Linked DNA regions of Mus musculus: region 2 is linked to region 1. Evidence: chromatin contacts called from public HiChIP or PLAC-seq data. All regions are on one chromosome and are shown on one strand. Each heading gives the region's core, a stretch centred on a gene start, on an enhancer-like site or on the middle of the called end of the contact. The rest is flanking DNA. Distances are from core to core; before and after follow the strand shown. Region 1 overlaps Igf2bp3 (insulin-like growth factor 2 mRNA binding protein 3). Region 2 holds the start of Fam221a (family with sequence similarity 221, member A).

The links. HiChIP or PLAC-seq counts read pairs in DNA pulled down with a chosen protein or histone mark.
Region 2: an HNF4G HiChIP or PLAC-seq map of pancreatic cancer cells shows a contact between it and region 1. The contact joins the promoter of Fam221a here to the enhancer-like site in region 1. A contact is called at or near these places in 5 of 39 promoter capture datasets (the 3T3-L1 cell line, embryonic stem cells, liver and 2 more), 1 of 484 Hi-C or Micro-C datasets (uterus), 6 of 115 datasets of contacts at active chromatin or transcription factors (embryonic stem cells, pancreatic cancer cells and stem cell-derived neural progenitor cells) and 3 of 9 other capture datasets (adipose tissue, liver and pancreatic islet).

The regions. Positions count from the first base shown.
Region 1 is chr6:49,095,792-49,100,494 of GRCm38.p6, forward strand. All of the region lies in intron 10 of Igf2bp3 (insulin-like growth factor 2 mRNA binding protein 3), which reads right to left. It also overlaps a transcript of Malsu1 not described here. Among named protein-coding and RNA genes, the nearest start is that of Malsu1, 24 kb to the left of the region's middle. Within about 2 kb of position 1,525, at least 177 of the 459 cell types and tissues checked have an H3K27ac peak or open chromatin away from gene starts, as enhancers often do. A contact at or near this core is called in adipose tissue, pancreatic cancer cells, pancreatic islet and 2 more, where this site is marked.
Region 2 is chr6:49,365,863-49,371,043 of GRCm38.p6, forward strand. Fam221a (family with sequence similarity 221, member A) reads left to right here and starts at 1,877. Exons shown (of 7, transcript NM_172727.3): 1 at 1,877-2,111. The coding sequence starts at 2,047.

The DNA.
Region 1 (4,703 bases), core at 275-2,774:
AATTATTGTTCTGGAACCTGCTACATGTAAGAAGTTTGTTTTTGAAAAACATATATAGTGGGGGCTGGAGTCATATCTCAGCTGTTAAAGAGCACTGGCTGCCCTTCCAGAGAACTCAGATTCAACTCCTAGCACCCACACCAGTTCCAAGAGATCCACCCTCTTCTTTTGACCTCTGTAAGCACTGTGCATATGTGCTGCACAGACATACATGCAAGCAAACCACCCATACACATAGACACCACCAACAATTCTGAAATAAAAATACAATGGTGGGAAAAAGGTAAATCACCAATAAGCAATAAAACAAATTTGTGCTTTAAAGAAGATGTTATAGGTTCACATCTCTAGAGATGGAAGGAGCTATTTACAGTAAGAAATTTAAAGATGGGGCATTGGATCTCTGAATTCAAGGACAACCTAGTATACAGAGCTAGTTCCAGCAGAGCCAGGGCTTCATAGAGAAACCCTGTCTCAAAGAAGAAAGAAGCAGGGTATGGTGTGGCTGAATTTTAAACATGAATGACTTGGTGAGAATTTCAGAACTGTCTCTTGAATTAGCTCTGGGAAAGGAACAGCTGAAATGACCAGAGTACAATATCACAACAGCAACAAAGTGCAATGTGAGGAGTCTCTGCTGGCCTGAGCGTGACAGAAGCTGCTGCTCTGAAGGCACGAGGGCCTGCCCAATAGAGCAATCCAAATCTGAAGTAACTGTGCTTTTCATACAGGAGATGGTGCCCCAGACAAACAGTAAGTCATGTGCGCTATTGGCAACATGTCTTCAGTGACTCATCGGCCATCTGAAGCTGGAAGAGGGCGTTTCTGAATATCACCCATCTCCCCTGGCTTCAGTTCTGTTCCCCCAGCCATCTCACTGGCCATAAATTATTTCACAAGGGAATTTTCCTCTGAGGCACAGGCAGCTCGTGGAAACATCTATCCACTTGACTGTCTGTACAGTGTGTTCTCACACGGAATCCAGCATTGAGAAGCTGTTTTCAGGATCTACCCCAGATAAGCACACCATTTCGTCTTGATGGACAGACCTAAGCAGACAGAAGAAAAGCCCCTCAACATCGTCCTTTTGACACACTCACTCCTTGGGTACAAGTTCTCCGCCCTGAACACACATGAGACCCGTTCCTACACACACTTGCTGACACACTCACTCCTTGGGTACAAGTTCTCCGCCCTGAATACACAGGAGACCTGTTCCTACACACACTCTCTGACACACTCACTCCTTGGGTTCACTGCCCTGGACACACAGGAAACCCATTCCTGCATAGACTCTTTGAGGATGAAAGACAGCCACGGGACGCAAGCTACTTCCCAGTGGATTGCTGCCAGATGCCTGTGGCAAAGCTTCCTTCGGACTCTTGGCAAGCGCTGCTCTGTGTCTTGAAATAACGAGAGCAGAGCTGTGAGGCTGAGCATTTGCGTAACTGGTGAAGTCTGCCAGTGAATAATTCCTAATCACCCGCTATCGAGAAGATACACGCAGCAGCAAACAGTGAGGTTAAGTGTATTTACTCTGCAGGCAACACAAACTCGGGCATCACAAAGGCATGGAGACGTGCCTGGCAGCCAAGAGATCAGCCACCAGGAACCTGGCAGGGTGCCATTGTTTTCCTTTGGCCTCTAAGATAGGTACTTGGGGGAGGGAGGAGTTGTTTTTAACTAGATTTGGGTCTGGAACTAAAATGAAGTTTACTCAACTCTATGACCTCAACAGAATACTAAAGCTTAAGAAAGAAAGAAAAAGGAAGTTTTCCCCCATAACCAAGTATGATGCAGTGGTTTACTTGCCTAGAAATGTTTACTGCACCCACAGTGAAAAATCTTAAGGACTACGAGATCCTACCTGGCTTTAGAAGGAGACAGGAACTTGGTCTGGTTCTTAGAGTGCCTCTGGTGACCTACAAAGAATGCTCACTCATCTTTCTTGCCCCTGTACTTTCCACCTCAAGGCCAAACTACTATCTTGGAGCCTTCAGAGAAGAGTGTAAAGAAGCTACCAGGTTTATGAAGACAAGAGCCCACAGGTTGATTCCTGCCAACCCAACTGCAAGCTGCCAACATGGCCAGCGAAGACACCGAGCATGCACGTTGCCAGCTCCAGCTCTTGGCTAGTACTCTGGCTGGCAACTCTCACTTCCCTACTGTTTGGGCATTTCTGAAAGGAGCATTTCCTGTCATTTATAAACGAGGGTCTTGCCAATTAAGTACTGAGTGAACTAGGTTCCAGGCAAGAACTAGAGACTCTCTGAAATCTTTTGAAAGATACATCACTTTGGCTGGTTGGAGAAATCAACCTCACAGGTTCTGGGAGAGAGAATACTTTGGAAGGATGAGTGAGTAGAGATCTGGAATGGAACAGGGGCAAGAAGTTTATCCACAGACAGCCCATTCCTCTCACACAGCAGAAGTAAATAAATCTACATAAAGAAGACAGACAATTCTAAAAGTCCATAAAAAGTCGTGGGGGTGGGGGTGGGGGGTGGTTTACACATCAAAATCTACTTCTCAGGGCTAGGGAGATGTGTTAGTCAATAAATGAAAGCCTGAGTTTGGAAGCCAGCACTTATGAGAAACCAGGCACAGCAGCATGCACCTATACATCTGAGCATCATCTACACAGGGGACTCCCTGGAGCTTACTGGCTGACAGCTGAGCCAGACCAATGAGACCAGATTCAGTGAAAAAAACTTTATTCCAATTTACTCCAAAAAATAAGGTGGAGGGCTACAGAGATGGCTCAGTGGCCCAAAGTACTTGTCACATAAGCATGAGGATCCGAGGCGAGGCAGGCAGCTGCCTCGGACAAGAATGAAGTCTAAGACTGCACCCCCAACTCTGACTTCCACACCTGAGCTGTAGTGCATGTACATCCATACACATGTGCATGCCTACATGTACACATACACCATATAAAGAAACACAAACACATACCATATAGACTCATGAACACACAGAAACATACAATAGAAAAAAATAGGGCAGAGATCAAGAGGATGATGCACAAAACCGATCCCTGATCTCCACGTGCACATTGATGCAGTGCACCCTACAAATACATGCACACTCACACATATGTGCACACACACACAAACTCCTCTTAACAAGCAATATGCATTTATAATAAAAGCAGAGATTCACTCTTAACCCACACAACATCAAAGATGAAGATGGTTTTTAATAAGTATTTTGAATTCTCTGAGATAAATGCCAATAGCAAGGTCTTTCTTTTGGAACTGAACATCAATCAGATCCAGAGCTTTGCACAGTAAAGAGCTCTACCACTGAGCTATCTCCCTAGCCCAGAACAGGAAAGAACAGGAAGAAAGCAAGCTTCTTATCACAATATGGTCACCTCAGTGTGGCAGAGGGTCACCTTCACCACTCTCAGAGTAAATGCCGGGAACCCTTAGCTCATCCCAGGACCCACAACACTCCATTCTTCAGTGAGGTAATAACAAAAGGAACAGACAAGGGAATGCTGAGGGGTGGGGATGTAGCTCAGTTAGCAGAAGCCTGCTTAGCATGTGCATAGCCCTGAGTCCAATCCCCACCCAACAGAAAACTAAACAGTGTAGTGCATACTTGTGATCCTAACACTTCAGAGAAAGAAGCTTGAGACCAGAAATTCAGGATCATTCTTGGCTACACAGTGAGTTCAAGGCCAACCTGGATTATATGAGACCTTGTCTGAAAAAAGAACAAAACAAAACAAAACTGGTAAGGCTTTGGTAAATTTAACAGTTGTCCTTAAAAATTCTAGTTTCAGGGTTGGAGAGATGGCTAGCAGTTGCGAGAGCACTTGCTGCTTCTCTAGACAGCCTGAGTTCAATTCCCAGAATTTACATGTTGTCTTACAATCTTTTGAAACAACTGCTCCAGGGGATCCAAAACCCTCCTCTGGCCTTCTCATACATATGTTACACAGACATATGCAAGCCAATTATTTTATATGCATATAAAATAATTTAAAAAATGTATTTCCCAAAGTAGTCCCACTTACCAAGTACAAATAGCTAAGTACAGTTACATATATACTACTTCCTGCCTTCAAGTCCTCTAGTGGATGCTGAAGGCCACTGAGGCTTCAAAACCCTATACACACTGTGGTTTCTCTATAGCTACTTCTGAGATACACCAGAGAGAAATGCACTAGAACAATAACAAAACAGAAAAAAAGCTGTACAAGGGAGTGTACTATGTCTCCTCAATGAATATTAGCAATGGTCAACTATGGGTTAATTCAAACTGGGGGACTATCATATCAGTGATTTAAATTTAGAAATAAAGCTGAGAATCATAGACATCCATGTGAAAGCAGAATTTATTTCAGGTGGTATCCACAAACACAAGATGATTCTCAGAACACCTGTTTATACTCTGCACGTCAATAAAAATAGCCCATAGGTGTGGGGACTATGACAGGAAATGTCCTCCCATATAACTCTGAGTCTCGCTTTCTCTCTGAAAGAACTCACAGGCTCCGGAGTTTCCTTTAAGAGGTGAAAAGGCTCACTCCACCTAGACTGACAGGAATGGCTGCTCCAACATCTATTTTCCTACCCATGTTTAATAGAAACACTGCTACCTCTAGAACAATTGCTTCCCAGCTTCCTTGCAGCTAGACAAAGCTGGGTGCCTCTCAAGGGTTAAATATCAACACAGGCTTCAGATACTGCCCT
Region 2 (5,181 bases), core at 627-3,126, 270 kb after region 1:
TGACAGAAGAGGGCAATACTGGGAGCTAAGGGGTGAGGGCAGGGGCAGGGGTGAGTTAGCAGAAACTACTCACATATGGAAAGACTTATGGAAATTCAACACTTTGTATGCTAATTAAAACACTTTTAAAAAGGATTTTGAATGACGGGCTAATAACAATAAGAACTTTAAGAAGTTTAACACTAAGAACATCCCTTACTTATCCAGGCATTTGGAAGCAGAGGCAGGAGAAGCCCAAGTGTGAAAACAGACTTGACCGCATGGTGAGTTCTAAATTAGCCAGGATCATATAGCGGGTGAGACCTCTCAAAACCATCCCACCCTGACCAGGCCAGGGATACGGCTCAGTTGGCAGAGCCCTGAAGTAGAAACACACTGTTGGAAAACAGCCACAGCTGACCTGCTGCATTCGAGTTGCTGTGAACCTTGAATCTCTAAAAATCCAATTATCTGTTAAACAAGAAGATTAAAGGATGAGAAATTTGGTCCATAGAGAGCTACAATGTTTGAGAATTCTTTTCTCCTGAGTAACGGTTAATTTCTTACTCCTTTTCAGCTTGCCAGAACAACTTATAGCTAAATTACTAACGGATGATAATTCCATTTTTATATAAAATGCGTGGAGATTCTTTTTAAATGTTGAAACAGACTTATCTTGGAGTCAGGTGTATAGTTTGGCAGTACAGAGCTTACCTAGCAGCTCAAAGGCTTTGTGCTCCTACCCGGAAGGCAAGAACTTGGCTGAATTGTTTCTGCTTGTTCTTCCTTAACCTGTTATTTTCTTTGGAGAACATTTTTTTTTCCTTGTCACTTGCACTGGTACTCAGGATTGCTGGTTTTATATTTTATTATTTTCCAGTGGCATCGAGACTTGAACCCAGGGTCTCAGTATGCTAAACTCATGCTGTCCAACTAAGCTTCTATGCTCAGTTCTCAGCCTCAACCGTAATACTGAAAACATGGACGTTGACACCCCTCCCCCACACTTCAGAGATGTACTGATTCGAAGTGTGTGATTGTGAATGGGTGCGTGCAGCAGTGTAAACAAGCTCTGAGGCCAGTGGGCAAGAGGAAAGGGTTGGGTGTCTTCCTCTATCATGCTCCATTTAATCCTTTCATGTAGTCTCTCCCTGAACCCAGGGTTGGGATTTTCTTGTCTAGGCTGAAAGCCAGCAAACCTCATTGATTTTTCTGTCTCCACCTACCTTGAAACTGGGGTATTAAGAGTCTGAGATGCCTGGTTCTTTATGTGGGTGCTGGGATCTGAACTCTGGTACTTATGATCGCACAGCAAGCACTCTTAGCTACCGCTCCAAGTGGCCAATTCTCCAAGACTACGTACATTTCGAGAGATTGATTAAATGGGAAGAGGTATATAAACCCTGTTTTGAGAACCCATTGTATCCTGGCACTGCACTTATTCTTAAGGAGACTCTGGGAATGAAGCAGTGAAGAGCACGAAGTTTGAAGTGGGCAAACAGCATCTGTTTTGCAGCCTTGGGCTATGCAGGAGAAGCCAATTTGTAGGGCTCAGGTAGCGGTAGGGTGGCGAAGCTCAAGCTAAATTAAGCTCAAGGACCCTTAGAGGATCGCCAGGTAGACTGTGGGCCACGGAAGCAATCACGAGGGTTGGTGGAGACGTTTGGCCTGGAGCAGCAAGAGGGGCGGGGCAAAGCGGGGCTTGGCCAAGGGGCGTGGCACAAGGAAGAAGAGGGGCGCTAGGACAGGCCGGATGCTAGGGTAGAGCGGGAGCTGGGGAGAGGTAAGGATGAGGGCGGAGCTAAGTGGGGCGGAGCCCAGAGGAGGGGGAAGATTGATTGGGGAGGAGCTGCGGGGAGAGGACGGGAGCTGAGGGGGACAAGGGCGGGACTAAGCGGGTGAAACAGAGGGGCGGGGCCCAGGACGGGGCGGGGCTAAGGGGGCGGGACCGGGCAGTTTCTGGCGGCAAGGCTGTTTGTTACTCGCGCAGGTCTGGTGGATCCTGCCTGGCAGCTGCAGGGCGGACTCAAGAGCTCGAGGCAAGGGCTCCTTTCGCTTCCCGCGGCCATGGAGCGGCTGACGTTGCCTCCTGGTGGTGCGGAGGCAGTGGACGAGTACTTGGAGTACCGGAGGTGAGGCCTTAACTCTGCTCCGCGGGGCGGGCTCCTGTTCACGGACTCTTGTCCGTCCGAGCACGGTGGGACGAACCCGGACCCAGCGGACGAACGTACTAGCGCTCTGGGAGTCTGTTCGGGAGGCCTGGATTAATTTCACATTTCATCCTCTGTAATTAAATTTGCAGACACACAATTCTATTCTATAATGAATCTCTTCGGAGACCACTTGAGAGTCTCCTTTGCCAAAAGGGATGATTAACTACTTTTAAAATGGATCCCTTTTTGTTTCTCTTAGTGACAATTGATTTACATATTGGGTCTATAAAAGTTAGTAGATGTCAGTTTATACATCAATTCAGTGCTCTCCCAAACCAAGGGAGATGGTTTTTGGACTTAGCTTCCGAGACTCCTCTCTGGAAGCAGGGAACACAGCTGCTTGCTCCTTTGGCTCCACACACATCTGCCCCCAATTCCCATAGCCTAGGAGGGGTTTCTTCTTGACAGCTGGGAAACTGGGAGAATAGAGGTTACAGACGACTTGGAGAATGTGTGTGCACAAAGGAAAAGCCAGATGTATAGAGCTTCCCCCAAGTCATTCGTGGGGTGTCCAGGCAGTTGGGTTTCCCAGCATATTGCCCCAATAGTGTAGTTTTGGGTAATGCTTAGAACTTTCTGAAGATTCTGAACAGGAAATGTGAGATGGAACAGCTTGATCAGTCTGTCTTAGTTAGGTTTCTATTGCTCTATTGAAACACTGATCAAAAGCAACTTAGGAGGAAAGGGTTTATTTCAGTGTATAGCTTGTAGGCCATGATCCAGGGAGGCCAGGCCAGGGGCTAATGCAGTGCCCCTGGAGGGTGCTGCTCATTGCTTTGCTGTTCATGGCTTGCTCGGCCTGTTTGCTAATAGCATAGTAATAGTGAGCTGGGCCCTCCTACATCAATCAGAGGTCCTGCCACAGGCTTGCCCACAGGCCAGTCTAGTGTGTATGTGTGTCATTTTTTCTCAGTTGAAATTTTCTTATTTTTTTAAAAATTCTTTTTAAAAAGGAATTATTTATTTTTTGTATATGAGTACACTGTACCTGTCTTCAGACACACCAGCAGAGGGCATCAGATCCCATTACAGATGGTTGTGAGCCACCATGTGGTTGCTGGGAATTGAACTCAGGACCTCTAGAAGACCAGTCAGTGCTCTTAATGACTGAACCAACTCTCCAGCCCTCATTTGAGATTTTCTATTTCTGTATGACTCTAGCTTGGGTCAAGTTGACATAAAACTAGGCAGTAGCACCCAGTCTTCATGGTAGGTTCACCGCATGCTCACCCTCTTACAGAGCACGGCTGGCTTCTTTAGTTTTGCTTTCTGGCTTTTCACTTGTCTCTTGTCCAGAAAATGGTAGGGACAGGCTCATGGAAAATTATTTTTTGCAATCGTAAATATTATGGAACATTTCCCTTTAGGAGAGATTATTGCATCAATAAGATCTGAGAAACATGAAGACTCGGCCTTCCAGATATCAAAGGGTTATTTGGGGAAGGCATTCCAAAATGATCCCTATCAGAAACCAACTTTCCTATTGTCAGGGGCCAGGCCTGTAATCTCAGCCCTGAGGAGATGTCTAGGAGGGTAGTGAGTTCAAGATCAGTCCAAACCACCTGGTGAGAACCTGCTGAAAAACTAAAGGCGAGGCTGTAGCTCAGTGGTAGAGCATCGCCTGGCAAGTGCAAGGCCCTGGGTTCTGCAAAAAGAAAGGCCAAACAAAACACGTTGCCATTTTTCTTTAATTTTTGACTTGCCTTTGGTGGGAGGCATCTGGGAGAGAGTTTAGTCTTTTTCCTCACAGTGTCAAAAGATGGGGCACCTGGGGGCTTACTAGAAGATCAGGGTGTTAGACTTACCCAGGCTCAGTAACTCAGTCCAGCAGGTGAACAAATGCCCTGGACACAGTGGACGTACAATAAAGTTTGAGCTGTTTTGGTTTGGAATTTAGATACCAACACTTTCTTACTTAAAAGATTTGCATTTATCCTACACTCTTTCTGTATCTGCTGCTGTTCTTTGACGGCTATAATAAAACTTTATCTCAGAATAAGTCATAAAAACACTATTGTGTGTCTAGAGTACTTAAGCAGAGGTGAGAACAAGAAAGGGCAGGCATTAGGGGAGAGGAAGGACTGAATGCAGGCTACAGGCACAGGTAGGAAAGAGGAGAGAAAGCTCTGTCTGCATTCTTTCGTTTTCTTGGAGGATGAGTGTGTAAACATTTATTAAATTGTTTAAGTGCAGAGTCCAGTGGGAAGCTCCACAGCTTCAGAATTCTAACTTTGTAGAAGTCCTCTGAGATGTATAGACTTTGGGGCTGAGTAATCTTTGTAGGTGGCTTTTATTGTATTTCTAGGGTTTTAAAAGTTTATTTAAAACAACAAGGGAGAAAATTTTGCTGATTGTATAGCTTATGAATTGGGCTTCTGTTTTCTTTTTTCTTTTTGTAGTTCCTCTGAATTTTCTTTTTTTAAATTAATTAACTAATTAATTAATTTTTAATATTTTTATTAGGTATTTTCCTCATTTATATTTCCAATGCTATCCCAAAAGTCCCCCATACCCTCCCCCCCTACCCACCCACTCCCACTTTTTGGCCCTGGCATTCCCCTGTATTGGGGCATATAAAGTTTGCAAGTCCAATGGGCCTCTCTTGGGCTTCTGTTTTCTTTTTTTTTTTCTTTTTTTTTAAAAATGTTTTATTATTATTATTATTATTTATTTATTATATGTAAGTACACTGTAGCTGTCTTCAGACACTCCAGAAGAGGGAGTCAGATCTCATTACAGATGGTTGTGAGCCACTATGTGGTTGCTGGGATTTGAACTCTGGACCTTTGGAAGAGCAGTCGGGTGCTCTTACCCACTGAGCCATCTCACCAGCCCCGGGCTTCTGTTTTCTACTACAACTAGCTATTTCAGAATAAGAAAAAAAGCATGTTATGTACAAAAAAAATCATAAACATTCTATAAACAACACTTTTCAGGAATTACAGGGAGATAGTTTTAAAGAGAACTTCTTCCCATTTTGAACAACTTC